Regions from separate parts of the Zea mays genome. Here region 2 is linked to region 1. Evidence: chromatin contacts called from public Hi-C data. All regions are on one chromosome and are shown on one strand. The core of a region is the stretch at or near the end of the contact, and the rest is flanking DNA. Distances in the headings are between cores, read along the strand shown.

Region 1 (4,712 bases), core at 737-3,236:
TTCCTGTGTTGGCTTGCCTTGCCTTGCCCACAAGAGAAAGCCTTGCCCTGCCAGCCCAAGCAAGCAGAAATAGCTCTCCCTTGGAAGCAAGACAAAATCTTGCCTGCACAGATCTCGTTTGATTTCTCACTCAGCAGTATAATGTGTATAATGCGTATAATGTGTGGAATGTATTGCATTGAGCCTCTAGAGAGAATATATAGGAGTACATGACTTGGAGGGCAAGAAGCCTATACTAGAGATAAGGAAGGTTATCCTAGATATAAGGAAGGTATCCCGGGATTACACTCAATCCTAAACCAACCATATCAGGAGTTGCCTAATATACTCTAACATGTCTAATATACTCTAACAATTAAGTTGCATGCACCAACCAATTTAACCCAAAAGCTTAAGCTAATAGGAGGAGTGGACAATTCACTTATATTATATTCCAACATACTCCAATTGAATCAATTTAAATAAATAAAAGAATAACAAAACCCTGTCTCATCTCTATTGGTAGAACTATGGTATGGAGTCTCAAATCTAGTATCGCTAGACCAACTTATGAGTGTCACTGGTTTGTTGAGATAGCTAGAGATAAAATCAACAAAAGTCATAAATATAGAGGATAAAAGTTCAAAAAAAGTATTTGTCGTTTCAGGGAAATCACTGTTGCCACTTGCCACCATCAGTTATAACACCCACCATAATTTCTGTACATATCCTTTTCATGAGGCTCATAATTCCAAACAAATTGCAGATGACTGGGCTATAGAGACAACAATAACATGCAAGAACTGATTGAAGATAACAGTGTGAAATTACCTGCTCAAAGTTGCTCCAAACATTGCAATTGGGGCCACGACCATCCCGTACAACCCTTATATCAATATCTGCACCCTGAAAAGCCTTTATCAGAAAGACATAGAGACTAACAAAATTAAAAAGTATATTTATTCGCAGAAACACAAACCATCGTCATAGCTCCAAAATGTGCAGCTGCAACCAAAATGCTCCCGGTCCCAACAAAAGGGTCATAGACAAGCTTCCCAGGCGAGGCCAGACCCTGATTGGCCATGAGGAAAGCCATTTCAGCATCCATTGCAGTGGGGCCAATGTACTTCCTACTCTTGAGCTGGTATGTTGGCAGGAGATGCCTATCAGCTGCTCCAACCTCCCGGCCAAAGAATATCGACCTCTTGACAACCGGTGGGAGACCATTGTTCGACCCATAGTCATCGGTCTCCATGACAAAGAATCTGTGATCAGGCTTCTTCAAATTAACACGTCCCTGAAAGGAAACAAAAAGGTGAAGCCTGGTTAGGCGACTGATACCATTCAGCATCCACAAGATCAGCACCAATAGAAATGGAGAAAATAATGTCATCAACCTTGAATGGTATGTAAGTGAGGCTCTGTATGATCTCGTTCTGCTCTTGGGAGCTGATCACCTTGCCGAAGCTGTCGATAACGATCTTGAAGCTGCTTTCCGGGACCAGGAACGGAAGCTTCCTCTCGTCGGGGTACTCCCTGACCGACTTCTCCAGCTCCTCGTAGGTAGTGCCATAGCCCCAGAGCTCGTAGACCCCCTTCACCAACAAGCCTACCCCGCACGACGGCAGTGAATCACGCAGAGGAATCAATAAACGGGAACATGAGGAGAAGACTGGAAAGTATAAAGGACTTGAGCCCGCGCTTACTGCGGTTGGCGACCTGAGCGGCGAGGCGCTCGTCTCCAGGGAGGCGAACGAGGTGGAAGGGGGAGTCTACGTGGTGGTTCTCCGGCATGCGCCACTCGACGGATTCACGGGCGCCTGGGCCGGCAAAGAGCTCGGCGAGGGACTCCACCTCCGGTCGCCGGTAGTCCAGGAGCCTGTGGTAGAAGACGCATAGATACCACATCTCTCTTGTGCTGCTTTTCTCCGGTCACTTACTATTCCAGCGGGAGGACGAACCCTGGGGCGCTGTCGTGGTTGGGCGTCTCCAGCGGCGGCGGCGGGAGGGAATCAAACGAAGAAACGGAAAGATTGCAAGGAGAAAGACCTACCTAGTACCCCGGACAACGGCGCCTGCAATGTGGGCCCGCTAAGGTGTCCGCGTGTTTCCATGGGCTGGGCCTGCGCAGGAGCACGGGCCGATAAGTTCTCTTCGAGTTCGTAGCAAAAATAATGGGCCACACTTCTGTGCAACTCCATCATTTTCTCGTTACCAGTGGAAGTATACACGTGGCATAATAAAGAATAGTATATATAAGATGTTTATATATATCTATATAATATTAAATTTATTGATATATTGGTTTTTCAACGTAACAAGTTATGCTAATTGTTTAAAGTCTTCTATATAACCATTACAAAACTTATCAATCAAAAAGATATAAGACCAATTTGTCGCACCGGATTTAAGGATAAAGCCGGGTGCATCTCATATATGCGTCAAAGAAGAACAACACATATAACAACAGAATATATAGAGATAAATGTCACAATATCATAAAAGTAATTATTACATAGTGGAAGTCTCATGAAAATAAAAGATAAACATAAAGCGAACTAAGGTTCATCCTTGGCGCCATAAAGTCGACTCAGAGACGCCACCTAGATCAAGTCGAACTCCTCGTTGTGCGGCTCCTCCTGGGCCACCTGTTCTTCTCCTGTGGGAGTTGTTGGAACTTGTTCTCCCGAGCAAGTTTGATCCAACGGGGGAGTAGAAGTAATGCAGACAAGGTTTTGCTCAAGAGGGCGATTGCTTTCTTGATCTCCCCTTACAAGGGCACTGTGCGGGGGTATTTATAGGTGCTCGAATGCCTAGCGCCTCGGGTTAAGTACGCATGTGCCCTCAAGCGCCCAGGTTATCCCCGGAATATTCCCATTAAAGTAGGGTTACAGACTGTAATTACAGAGAAGCCTTTACAAATCAGGCCCGTAATGCTCCGCGGCCACGCAGGGCCTGTTATAATGGGCCAGATTGCACGTGGGCTTTCGTGTTGGACGACGCCGCGGGATGGGACGACCTCGCCAGAAGCCTTTGTTCCTCGGTCGCATTGGACGAAGGGTGGAGTCTGCCAGTCGTCTTGTCTCCGTTGGTGCAGCGAGACTGGCGAAGGCATCGAGCGAAGGGGTCTGTCGGTTGTCTTTTCTCCGTTGGTGCAGCGAGACTGGCGAAGGCATCGAGCGAAGGGTGGCGTCTTCGCCTTCGCCCCAACATTTGCCCTCCGAGGGACCAGTTCGACTAAGTCATCTAGTGCCGAAGGCGTCGCTAGATGGTGGAGACGCTGCCCTCGCTCGAAGTGGTTCCGCGGGGGTTTTTGACATGACCGTTGATTGACGGCGTACTGTTGGATTGCGGGTTTCCCTAAGCGTCGCGCCCTGTGTATAAAAGGGGGTGGGGGCGGCGCAGGTTGAAATTTACCCTTCCGCGCACCGCGAAAACCCTAACCTCCTTTTCAAACTGCTCGCTTGCTCGTGTGCCCTCCTTGCTCCTGTTCGTCGGAGATCTGGCCCGCGTGAAGCAGACCGCACGCCACCGTCGACGGTACGTAGCCATGCCATCTTCCTCCTCGTCTGCTGCGACCACACCGACGGCCGAGGCGTCGTCCGAAGATACCTCGGGCACTGTGGCGGCGGCAGAGTTACGGCCGGGTGATACGGTGGAATTTGGTGTTTCGCGGACGGCGGATGTCGTCGGTCTGCGTGCAAGATATGCAACAGTTGGGGTATTTTGGCGGCGGGGTTGGGCGCGTCCCGGGGGCAGAGGAGGTTCCCAAGCCCGAGGGCGAATTGGTTGTTTTCGAGGCATTTTTCATCACCGGCCTTCGCTTGCCTGCGCACCGTTTTGTGTCGGAGGTTCTGCAGAAGTTCGAAGTCCAGGTTCACCAACTGACACCAAACGCTGTGGTGGCGTTGGCGAAGTATGTCTGGGCAACGACATCGTATGGCGGTCAGCCTTCGGTGGAGGTCTTCGCTAAGCATTACTGTCTGCACTGGCAGGAGAGAAAAATTGGACATGAGATTGCTCAATTCGGATCATGCACTTTCACGCCGAAGTCCGGGAAGACTTCGATGGAAGTCGTGGAGTTGGTCCCCTGTGCCCAAAATAAGTGGGCAACTGGTGGAATTACTGGTTCTATGTTTCAGAGGCCGAAGTCAAAGACCGCCCAGGGCTCCCTGCAGCCATTATGTGCTCTCATTATTATGTGGCGTACCCGCCATTTGAAGTAGCAGAGGATGATGAGAATGAAGTGGCCCTTCGGATCGCTGCCCGTACGAGTAGTGGGCGTGATCTAGTTGAGGAGTTCATAGGGTATGGGGTGTGGCCCTTGGCGCATGGATGGGCGTTGGGCGAAGTATGCCCTCGCGTGATGCCCTCCCTGGGTGGGCGGAAAGTGCGAAGTCCACTTTTTTGCTTTGGATGTGCGGGGGCGGGATCTTGCCGCGGTTGTGCGTGAAGCGGAGGATGGGGCGATGCGAATTGTGGGGCGCTACGTGCCGAAGACGGAGGCCTTGCGGAGCTGGGATATACGCAGATCCAACGACCGCCTGAATAGGGTCTTCGAGTTGAATCGTTTACCGTATGGTGGGTATCCCGGGGAAGACGTTGTCGACCCCCGTGGGAAAAGACCAGCGGCTGTGGCTGAAGAAGACCCCGCGCCGGAGGCCGCCCCAGCCACTAAGAAAAGGAAGCTAGGTACTGCGGTGGGGGAGTTGGGGGTCTCCGATAGATTTGCT
Region 2 (4,821 bases), core at 433-2,932, 180 kb after region 1:
GCATCCTCTCATGTCAAGTTTGGTCGACCTCTACCTCTCTTCACATTATTGTCCCATCTTATGATGTCTCTATGCACCGGTGCCTCTGGGGGTCTCCGAAGGACATGCCCAAACCATCTCAACCGATGTTGAATAAGCATTTCTTCAATTGGCGCTACTCCTGGCCGATCGCGTATGTCATCGTTTCTCACTCGGTCCAATCTTGTGTGCCCACATATCCAACGCAACATACACATCTCAACGACACTTAGTTGTTGGATATGTCGTCTCTTAGTAGGCCAACACTCAGCCTCATATAACATAGCAGGCCTAATCGTTGTTCTGTAGAACTTGACTTTCAACTTCTGTGGCACTCTTTTGTCGCATAGGACTTCTGATGCTTGACGTTATTTCATCCACCCCGCTTTGATTCTATGGCTCAAATAGATAAGGGCTCAAAGCTGAACCTTGATGTAGTCCTATGTTAATCGGGAAAACATATGTATCACCATCAGTTGTTCGGACACTAGTCACAACATTATCATACATGTCCTTGATGAGCGTAACATACTTTGTTGGGACTTTATGCTTATCCAATGCCCACCACATGAGATTCCTAGGTATTTTATCCTAAGCCTTTTCTAAGTCGATAAAAACCATGTGCAAGTCCTTCTTCTGTTCCTTATATTGCTCCATGACCTGCCTTATTAAGAAAATTGCTTCCATGGTTGACCTACCTTCCAGGACATCTTAAAATGCAAAGGAAAAAAATGGGTCTTATAGTTAACCTACAGAAATTCCATAAATCAGTAGTCAGTCTGCCAGGACAGACTCTTTAAGCTTATAATTAGAAATTTAGCTACATTCTCATAGAAGGCAAATTATCAATATCATGAAATAGACTTAAGTGACAAATAACCAATCATGGTCACAAATTTGTATGTTTCCGGAACAATTTGTACACAGATTTATACAATCGACGCAATTATCCGAAAAATACATCACAAACCTTGATGATAAATGACCCAGCAGAAAACATAAACCCAAACTAATAATCAGAAAAACAGGGCAGCAAGGCAAGGCAAGGGTCCTCACCCCGGTTGTCGCCTCATCTTGAAGCTCTCGCTCGTGAACCCAATGGATGTCTGCCCCTTGTATCCAGCATTCCTGACGCCCATCTCGAAGTAGTACACGGCTCGGCGCGTCGGCGCGGGACGGTCGGCCTGCACGACACCGACGTCGTGGCCGTGGTGATGGCTGCCGAGGTATTTTACCGATAACTTGTCGGTAGAGACGACGGAGAAGAGTCCCGAGCTGTTGACGGTGTTGAGCTCGGACGGCTCAGCCTCCAGCTCCGCCGACGCGCAGTTCCACTCTGGCCGGGATCGCCACCGCGATGCTAGCCGCATCGGATCTACCGTTGCCCCTGCCCCTGGCGCTGCCGCATCCGCGTCCTGGTTCGTCACCATTCGCCTATCCACTCCCGAGAAGGGAAAACAGTATATTAAAACGAAGCGGAAAAATCACCGAATTGGGTGAAAGCAAACTCCGATCCCGACCAAACCCGTTCGTTAAGAAAATTGCGGGAACGACGATTGTATGGGAGCTGAGCTTACCGGGACACAGAACGGGCTGGATCAGTGGTTGCTTGCAGTTGCCGGAAACGTGGAGGAAAAGGTCAGTGCAGGAGACGGATGGAGCCAGACTGCCGAAGGTGAAAAAGGGTGAGTTGGAGAGACCAGGCAAGCAACTGGAGTGTGATTTGCATGTTTTCTTGGGGTTTAGTAAATTGAGGCCTTGTGGTGGGCAAAATACCCTAAAACCTAAACTCAAAACCTGAATTAACCGAACCTAAGTACCCAAACCAAAATACTCAATCAGAATTTCGGACAGCAATTATAATAATGTAAATTAATTTTGGATAGCTTGAGTAATACAACCTGATACTAAATTACTCGAAATGTCTCGATATTAAATATAAATCTATTATTTGGAACAAATTAATATAAATATGTATGCTGATTTAATAATATGTGTGAGACTTGTGAGTAGTATAGTGCGACTATAAAAGCAGACTAACAACTTGCTGAAAAACCATATTATTTTATTACATGTAACGTTTACTTCAATTTTATGTTTCTTTGTTGTATAATACTACAATCCGGTAATCGATGAACCTGGGTTCGAATTTTTAGGTACCCAAATTTTCGGGTTAAAGTTTTAGACGGATATACATTGATCCTGATTCTCATTACATGAATTTCTAATTATCTCAATTCTCCGGTCCGAAAAAATCGAGTAAAGTTGTTCTAGAACGAATGGGCAGGTCGGTGATGAACCGGAAATGGTGATTGGTGAGTGATGTGTCTTAGCCCCGTTTAGATCCTCGCGTTTAATTGTTTGCCAGTAGCTAATAATTAGCCGATAAATAATTAACTAGCAATAATTAGTCAGAGTATGTTTGGAATCTTGACTAATAGATATCTTTTCTATTTACATGATCTATTAGCAAGGTCATGACTAATGGACAAATAGTTTGTCAGTCCTCTTGCTAACAATTAATTAATTTATTAGCCAGTTTAGATACCAAGGTGCTATAACTTGCTAACAATTAATCAATTTATTAGCCAGTTTAGATACCAAGGTGCTAGAATTAGCCGATAAATTATTTGCCACTCGGATCTAAACATCGCCTTACTCCCTTCCTCCCGAAAAGATTATAAATAGGGATATATGTCGGTCAAACTCCAGATTTAAAATAAATAGTAATAACATTTCTATTTCTAACTAGATTTAATATAGAAAGTATATTTTATAACTAATTTAATGACAATTACTTTGTTTTGTAAATATTTATTATTTTATTTTATAACATTGGTTGGTTATTTTTTTTCTCTTGTTTGCAGCATGCTTGTCTCGCATCACGCCATGAAGGAGAGAGATATTGACTAGGGTCTTTATTAAGTTACTGTTTAATTCTGGAGTACGGTGAACGTAACCACTTCGCTCCAATTTTTGTCGTTGTTTGAATTCGTTTCATGTAGTACGAGTGAGCCCCAAAAAAATAAAAATTATGTTCAAATACTACGCGTGAAAATGGTATGTTCACCTTGTTACAACTGAATGGTTTGTGGGAGTGCCGTGATGTCTGAATTCAAATAAGCATACAGAATGCGCGAGCTGAATGCATGTGTATATACAAACTTTAATACAATTCCGAAATGCTTGTATCATGGATTCATATCTTCCATCATCATGCGCTACTGGCTCATCCGTAGTATAAAGCTGCATGCCACAAAACCGAATCAGCTCACGACGACAGCTGCGGTGCCGGTACCTCCGGAGCCTCGACGGTGGCGGCGGCGCCGTCTTGTGCCTCGTCGGGGGCGGGGGCCTCGAGGGTCTGCGCCGGCGCAGCCACCGCCGGCTGGAACTTGGTGACGTAATAGCTGAGCGGCGGGCCGCTGTAGGCGGCTTCCGGCACCTGCGGCACCTGGCTCTTGTTCACCTGGATGAGGATGGACGAGGCCGCGGCTACGGTGATGAGGACGAGCCCCGCGGCGATGGCGGCCGTGTTCTCGGCGCCCTCCGCCGACGTACCCGCCGTGCCGGAGCTGATGGCACTCTCGGCCACGTACACCATCGGCTGTGCAAATCAGTTGGCATGGCAGGAGGTGATGTATCGTATAATAAAGCTATCTTGTATCCAGGAACAGAAAGATTGAGGTTACACCACAGTGAGTGAAGTGGCCGCAGAATTAGATTTGTATCGAAGGGTTACCTCGACGGAGTAGATGTTGGTCTGGCCGGCGGTGTCCTTCTCCACTAAGCCGGTCCACCCTTTCTTCTTGGGAGGGAAAGTGCCGACGACCTGGGTCCTCTCCTCGGCCAGCCACTCGGCGCTCAGGCTCCCGACCTGCATGCATGCGCACCACAGAAATGGCAATGGCATCTCGTTCTCGTTGCTGCTTCAATTCCGCTCTCTGCTGTGCCGGCGTAAGCATCTATCTACTACTGCTGCCGCAACGAGGCACGCAGAGTTCCAAGACAGCTGGCGAAGGGAAGAGGAGGAGAGCGGTACCTCCTTCTCCGGGGCGCACTCCTCCTCGTTGCAGTCGGGGTCTTCCTGCGCCGGCGCCGGCGAGGAAGGGGACGGAGAAGAGGAAGCGTTGCAGGTGAGCAGGAACGGCCTGCTGCTGCGGCCACCGCCGATGATGCCCCCTCGCACTTGGGATGCCGCCTGAGGCTTGCTCCTCAGGAAGATGCAGCCGCTGGCGGAGAGCATGGACTGCGCAGGGCAAGCCATCTCTACTTGCTCCTCCTTCCTTTCCTCCTCTTGGCAGACCAGCAGACGCGCTCACACACGATGGGACGGGAAACAAAGAACAGGAGGAGGACTGGAATCATCCACACACCAGACCCTCTCTTTTGTGTGCGTATAAGCCGTTAGCCGTGAGCAGAAAGAAATATCTTTCCGGTGCTTGGGTCTGTGGTCGCCAGCACGTACACGTTGCCGCGCAGGCTGCCGACCGAAGAGAACGGCGGACGGCGGAGGGCCTTGGGCGTGGGCGTGGCCCGTCCAGCAAACCAAGCGGCGACCTTTCGGGCCTTGGCATTGCCTGAAAATCGTAGCAGAACTGAAACTCTCCGAGCAGTCATCGTCGGCAGCTGCTTTACTCAACGAAAGAGCACGGTAACAGCAACATTGGCCCGCGGCCCACGCCCACCCTTGAAAATCGAAGTGTCTTGCCTCATCACGTTTACATCGTTACATGTAAAGAGTGGTGACTGTTCTAAAAAGGTAAAGAAGCCTGGCACAGCTCAGTTCAGTAGCAAAGGCTT

What was found. A called contact is a pair of places that touch in the nucleus more often than the background predicts.
Region 2: a Hi-C map of ear shows a contact between it and region 1, with 4 times the contacts expected there. The contact joins the promoter of LOC100284123 here to the promoter of LOC100280406 in region 1. A contact is called at or near these places in 10 of 25 Hi-C or Micro-C datasets (bundle sheath, ear, endosperm and 3 more).

The regions. Positions count from the first base shown.
Region 1 is chr5:176,659,681-176,664,392 of Zm-B73-REFERENCE-NAM-5.0, forward strand. It overlaps LOC100280406, which reads right to left and starts at 1,987. Exons shown (of 6, transcript NM_001361069.1): 1 at 1,686-1,987; 2 at 1,377-1,588; 3 at 959-1,276; 4 at 811-885. The coding sequence starts at 1,887.
Region 2 is chr5:176,840,146-176,844,966 of Zm-B73-REFERENCE-NAM-5.0, forward strand. It overlaps LOC100284123, which reads right to left and starts at 1,683. Exons shown (of 11, transcript NM_001371976.1): 1 at 1,596-1,683; 2 at 1,075-1,452. The coding sequence starts at 1,448. It overlaps LOC107305671 (proline-rich family protein), which reads right to left and starts at 4,379. Exons shown (of 3, transcript NM_001320761.1): 1 at 4,061-4,379; 2 at 3,761-3,895; 3 at 3,159-3,625. The coding sequence starts at 4,285. The coding sequence ends at 3,290.